2 separate regions of the Mus musculus genome follow, and region 1 is linked to region 2. The links are chromatin contacts, called in public HiChIP or PLAC-seq maps. All regions are on one chromosome and are shown on one strand. Each heading gives the region's core, a stretch centred on a gene start, on an enhancer-like site or on the middle of the called end of the contact. The rest is flanking DNA. Distances are from core to core; before and after follow the strand shown. Region 1 overlaps A930001A20Rik (RIKEN cDNA A930001A20 gene). Region 2 holds the start of Car3 (carbonic anhydrase 3).

Region 1 (3,157 bases), core at 251-2,750, 140 kb before region 2:
CCTAAGCTAAAGAGACCCAGTGCTGCCAGAATGACCAGGCTGTTGAGATGAACAAGCTGGCCACAGATTTTAGTTGAATATCCGGGATGGCTAACACTTGGTAATTTTCCATTGGACATGGACACAGTCTTAGATTTTCTTATTTCAGAGCATCCTGGCCTTGTGCTAGAAGGGCTAAGGGCAACCAACACTGTTAAGTAATTTTTGAAGCACAGCTCAGAATTGTCTTATGATAGAGCTGAAAGACTTTCAGTGCTTGAATTGTTTGGGATAAGGGGAGGAGGGATAAGGTACGAGAATATTGTCAATAAACATGGATTAGTACCATTCAGCACTGGATTAAGCTCACACTGTAGTACAGTCATAGGTAATGCATTTTTCTTTCTTTTTTTCTTTTTAATTTTCAAAAATGTGTTCACTTTATACCCCACTCACTGTCCCCACCCCCCATCCCTGACCTTCTCATATGAGAGGATGGCAGCCCCCTGGGTGTCCTCCTACCCTAGCACTAGATAATGCATTTTAATGATTAACATGTTTGCATGATGAACTCAGTAATCTCTGATTCAAAGATGAGGAGCTGAGGTGTAAGACTCTGACAAGCCTTATCTGTAGGTGGCCAATTGTAAGTAGGTCCATCCTGTGGAATGTGTCTATATGCTCTGGGCCTTCCCCACCCGCAGGTGGCAGATGGTTGGTAACCCAGCCCCCCCCACCTCCCTCCCCGCTGTGGTCTGAGGAATGTTAATTAGCCTCTCCCTTCCAGAGTGCCTAATTGTTATGCGACCTTTCTCTTCCTGGAGGAGAGGGAGGGGTCTGGTGAAATTTTCCAAAGGTCTTGAACTGTCCCTAAGGGGACAGACACAAGACACTAAGTCTCTTATTCAGTCACCCATCAGGTATATATCAGCTCCACTGATAAATCAATGGATGCTTCTAGCAAGTAAAATATATTACTATAGTCTATGGTAGACATGTTACCTTAACTGGAACAAGATAAGGCTCCAGAGATCATCTGTGTCCCCAGATCTTATGAAAATACTAAGATACAGTAGAGGACTCTGGGTCAGTGACTGTTCTTTGAAGACTCAAGGTTTATTTAACACCAGAGAGAATATGGTGGCTGTTCAGAAATGAATGAAAGAATATCTGGGGCCACCCAGAAAAACAAAGAGGCCTACTTTAAGGCATTTGGGGAAGGTGGGAGGAAGTGAATAGGGAATGTAGAGGAGGTGTATCTTTGATACATTCACTGAATGGGCAGAGAGTCCCATAGCTCTTTGATGTCTGAACTTTGCAAACTCAGAAGCTATTTGCCTCTTCCTGTAGCTCCAGGAATCCCAGGATCAACTGAGACAAACAGGCTGCCAGAGTGAGTGTCCAAGTCTCTAGGTGTTAGAATTTTTTTCCTGGAAGTTCAGAAGCCCAGGTAGCCACAGACTCATAGAATGTTCCCAGTAGGGTGCCTGCTAGCCTGGAGGAAGGCAGAGAGTGGTGTTTTGATTAGTGTTAGAATACAATTGAAGGCCCACTACAGAAAAGCTTCATCTCCTAGTCAAAAGAATGTACCTCCCTGTGGAGCCTTGCATTGTTTCCTCCTCTTAGAGTTAATACAGTTGGGAAGATCATTGACCTAGCCATGTTACCACACCCTCAGGAGCATGAATTCACCTTAAAGATGATAAAGACATAGTGACAATGTACTTTTCTTTCCAAGAACTTCTGTCTGTAAAAGCTGTCATGAGATTCTTTTGGATCTGTTCATTATTTTGAGCCCTGTCCCCTGCTGTAACTTTCTTTTCTATCTCTTTATTTAAGATGATGAACAGCCTAGGTATATTTTTCTAACCACTTTGGACTACCTTAATCTTGTTTTAAAGTTCACTGTGTAGCTGGTCTAAACCAGCTGTGAACTCTATTAGCTACAGCCAAAATGAGCCCATTGGTGTAATGTTGACATGACTTTTATGGAGGCAGCGAACCATTTCCTAATTGGATGTGAGGCATACCTACTACTGTAAACATTGTCAAAACCCCATGTCTGAAGAAGTCTTAGACCCTGGAGGGGAACCTAATCCTACAGAAATATTTGAGTGTCTTAGAATGATGGAGACTTTCTCTTCCTAGGGAGGTAAGGATTCAGGAAAACTCCACCCTGAGCCAGGAGCTTTCAGATTGTCTTATAAATTTGAAGGATGAGAAGATGCACCTTACCCTCAAGGGGCTTAAGGTCCCAGGGAGTGGGGAGTTCTGACGGGGTAAGGTGAGGTGGGGTGGGAAGTGGGGACATCCTCTTGCATCTGGGGGACTGGGAATGGGATAAGGAACTGTTGGAGGGCAGAATGGGAGGGGGATAACAACTAGATTGTAAAAAAAAAAAAAAAAGATTAAAGATAATTAAAATAAAAACAAACAAACAAATAAATAAATTTGAAGGATGAAATTTACAGATCACAAGAAGTAGTTTTAGAACAAAGTTTATTAAAAGATTTATGAATATTAACAAAAGAGAGAAAGAGTAAGAACAGAGCTCTTATATACCAGGATGGGTTTCACAAATCATGTATATTATCTGGGATCTTTTTAAAGGATTATGACAGAAATTAGAGTGAGGTTGGTATCCAAGTACCTCATCTCACTTCCAGTCACCTAGGCATGTACAGACTTTTGGCAGAGATGCTCATTTAGAAACAACAACAACAAAAATGGAACCAGAGACTAACAAATACTTTAGTACTGAAAAGGTCAGCTCAGGAACTTTAGAAAATTCCACTGGACCCCTCCCCTCCTGGAAGTGAAAGGTCATAAAGAACACAGGCACCCCTCCTCTCCAGAAGGGAGGGGCTAATTACATTCCTTCGACCACAGGGAGGAAGGACTGAACTTGTAGACACTTTCTGAGACCATTGACCATTCACTTCATTCGCTAGAGACCAATTAGTTTAAAAGTCACACTGTTCTGCCAATCACATTGAGCCTAATGGCTGCTGCCTGGAGAACTGTATAAAGGCTTGCTGGATGGGTTGTGCATGGTCATTCTCTCTCCATGTGCAGGGCAACCCCAACATGTTAGAACAATAAATTCCTCTTGCTTTTTACATCAATTCCCAACTCTGTGTCATTCACTCAGGGAGTCCTGGTAAGCTAAGGATCACCA
Region 2 (3,144 bases), core at 249-2,748:
ATTTTATTTCACAGATCAGTTACTAATGTAGGTTAAAAAAATAAAACCTCCCATGAATGCTTCAATTCCACACTAACATTGATCCAAGAAAAAGTGGTCATATACATCAGAAACACTCACCACAAAGATACTTCCTGAAACCAGGCCTCTTTAACTCACACAGTGACCCTGCCTTTTCACATTAATTAGCCTCCTTCCATCCGCGAGGAAAGAGAGGACCCATTTTATTTCTTTCATCATGGTTGAATCTGTTCTCCATATCACCAGGAACCATAAAAACGTTGTCTCTCGGTGGTCAGAAAGCCCATGTGGACTCTCTGTCCTCCCCTGGGGATCCACACTCTGTCTCTGGAGTGTTTTGCTAACTTTTAGCTTGGGCATATGGCCATTTTGCAGCAACGAGAGGGTGTGACATTCCTCTTCATTGTGTGAATATAGTTCTCCACAACTAAAGCCAAGTCTAAAGTCATCTCCATTTCAGGGATAAACTTCTCCCGCTTCCCATAATTCTGTTACCGTGTCACAAATTGCGTCTTGCCATTAGATACTGAACACACTCACGTGACCCTGCCGAAGGGCTATACTTACTAGACCTGTCATAAGTATCATCAAACACAACTCTGCAGGTCTTCCCATTGTTCAGGATGGTCTTAGCAGAGCCAGGGTCATAAGATGCTGACCAGGGCTGCAGAGAGGGGTCATGCTTGATGTCTTTAGTATGCAGTTCAATGGGTGACTGGTTGTCCCCTTTGGCAATTGGATAAAGTTCATGCCAGTGATCAGGACCTAGGAAGTAAATGGAAGAGAATTTATTCATTTAATAGTACAGCTCAAGGCCTCTATTTAGTGAACTGTGCCAGCAAAGTGTACAGAAGCCAAAGAGTGACTGCAGAAAGGTCTCTGGTTCAGATTGAGCAACACAGCACTTTGATTTCAAACCTATTTAGAAGCTTGCTTACCTATGCTCAAAGAGCGTTCCAATCTCCACATTCCCTCCCCTGGCTTGAGAACCATGTAGCCAGAAAAGCTTATCTTTGAAATGAACCACAGATCGATCATATATTTTTTGGAGTACTTTGCAGCTTGGAAGGGATATTTTCTTCTTTTTCCCAAGGCTGACTTGGTCAAAGCAAATATTGTTACCGGACCCCAAGCTCAAAGAGGCTCACTTCTCAGTTTCACAGAAAAAATTCAACTGGACCTGACTTCTGGCTGAGTGACTTCTCAGACACATCATCGGACCTTAAGCTAGTTATAGTGAGTATGTCTCTGAGCTTCAGGTTCCTCCGTGGAAAGGAAAACAGTGAGTCGTGTTAAAGACCAGCAGCATGGAACACCAGAAAGTTTTCACTATATGCTAGTTCTTAAGGATTCCTCCCTGCACACCTGTGCAATGCAGATACACCCTGTTGTGTCCTGGCCCCACTCACCATTGTGGCTGGCGTAGCCCCACTCCTTAGCCATGGTCACCTTTCGTGTTTCTCAGCGCTGGACAGCTCCTGCTCTTTCTTGCTCCTGTTGTCCGGCAAGGTCTCCAAGAGTTCGCTCTTTTATATAGATCTCCTGCAGTGTGCATGACCTTATTAGGTCAGCGGTGAGGCAGGGGGCTAAACTGGATTGGGGTGGTACTCAGAAGGCCGGGGGCGGGAGAAGCCAATGAATTACAAGAGCTGGACAGCTGTCCGGGTGAGAGGGTAGCAGGAGGGGGCAGGGAGGAGGCGCGGAGGGGGAACGGAGGGGGACAGAGCCCCCCCTTTCTTGGCTCTGCAAGAGCCCTGGCTCCTTCCTTTGTTCACTTTGCAGGCTACCAAGCAGCTGAGCTTTCTAAGATCTCCCGCTTTGGCTGGTTCCCTCCAGTTTTCCTGCACTTGGGGGTCTGGAGGAGCAGCCGGCTCATGCTGCAGTCTGGTGTTACTTAGCAACTAAAAGTTGCACCCGCGGCTCTTGCAGCCTCTCTCAGAAGACTTTTAACTCAGAATGGAGGACCCGCTGCAGTCTCCGGATGCTGGGGTTCCTTTCCCTGCAGGAATCCGGTTAGGACGGAAAGAACTCCTCTGATCCTCTGACTAGTGCGTGATTCTCCTACGGAAAACCTGTAAAATTCTGGGAATAGAGATGAGGAGGAGTCTGGGAGTGCCCGCTTTCCAGTCCCGGTATCCTTAAGGGATGAGTCTGTAAGGTAGACTGCTTAGGCGTCACACCAGTCTAGCTTAGTTTGTCTAGTACGACTCAGGAGCACAGCACTGGATCCCTGGCCAGGGAGGGACTCTGCACCCTAGCCTCAGTCAGCAGCAGTCTGGGACAGAGCCACAGAGCTTTGCTCTGTTCATCTCAGGGCACCAAGGATACCCGAAGTTGAAAGGGTACAGTCAAAAATGAGTACACTACATAAAATTTTCACTTTCTAAGACATAATTAGAGACAAGGAAAAAAAGGAAAAGGTCTATGAAATCGGTTTGGGAGCCGGCTGCGCGGGGCGGGGCGGGGGGGGGGAGCTCGTGTCTTTTCTCTCAGTTTTAATGTGTTTTGTAATGCAATAAACCACATAAACAGAGACTAAAACTGGCATATCCCACTTGTGCATGACAAAGGTATAATTAGAAATATCTGGTTATGGCTCACATGAAAGAAGCCGGTATAATAGATGTTTGCAATTCTATGTATCTATTATGAAAAAAAAAATCTTGTTTGGGCAAGAATATCTTGAGACCAGAAAGATACACCGTATCTTGGAAATGTCTTGAACAAGATCTCTGCAAGCATTTTCTTATAACTTTTACTTTTATAAAAATGACGTTTTCATTTTGCTTTTCCTCGTGGGTAACAAAACCTGAGAAGGAAATCTCTCATCATGGCAACGAGAGCTCATCAGCTAGGTATGTGGAATGGCTGACCACACTCAGAACCTGGACGCCAGGGGAGTCAGTCTCTAGGGTATTTTTGTGACCAGGGATCACTTGATCCACACAATAGCACTGTGGAATCAGGAACTCTCAGTTAGTTTGGAAGATCCAAGCAAACACAGAGAAACAAATACCGTTAGCTCTAAGGGTGTATGCATGCCTGGGTTTCTAGCTCACCGGGATGGCTGCTGCTGTATGTGAGATTAATAGAGGTGCTTTAAAGTTACAGCCACATGACTGT

The links. HiChIP or PLAC-seq counts read pairs in DNA pulled down with a chosen protein or histone mark.
Region 1: an H3K27ac HiChIP or PLAC-seq map of embryonic stem cells shows a contact between it and region 2, with 3 times the contacts expected there. The contact joins the enhancer-like site here to the promoter of Car3 in region 2. A contact is called at or near these places in 3 of 39 promoter capture datasets (embryonic stem cells, fetal liver and hematopoietic stem and progenitor cells), 19 of 484 Hi-C or Micro-C datasets (B cells, CD4 T cells, CD8 T cells and 8 more), 5 of 115 datasets of contacts at active chromatin or transcription factors (bone marrow-derived dendritic cells, bone marrow-derived macrophages, embryonic stem cells and 1 more) and 3 of 9 other capture datasets (adipose tissue, liver and pancreatic islet).

The regions. Positions count from the first base shown.
Region 1 is chr3:14,998,419-15,001,575 of GRCm38.p6, reverse strand. The region is part of intron 3 of A930001A20Rik (RIKEN cDNA A930001A20 gene); the gene reads right to left. Among named protein-coding and RNA genes, the nearest start is that of A930001A20Rik, 29 kb to the right of the region's middle. Within about 2 kb of position 1,500, at least 28 of the 459 cell types and tissues checked have an H3K27ac peak or open chromatin away from gene starts, as enhancers often do. A contact at or near this core is called in embryonic stem cells, where this site is marked.
Region 2 is chr3:14,861,892-14,865,035 of GRCm38.p6, reverse strand. It overlaps Car3 (carbonic anhydrase 3), which reads right to left and starts at 1,498. Exons shown (of 7, transcript NM_007606.3): 1 at 1,431-1,498; 2 at 589-786. The coding sequence starts at 1,464. It overlaps Gm41999 (predicted gene, 41999), which reads left to right and starts at 971. Exons shown (of 4, transcript NR_168331.1): 1 at 971-1,257.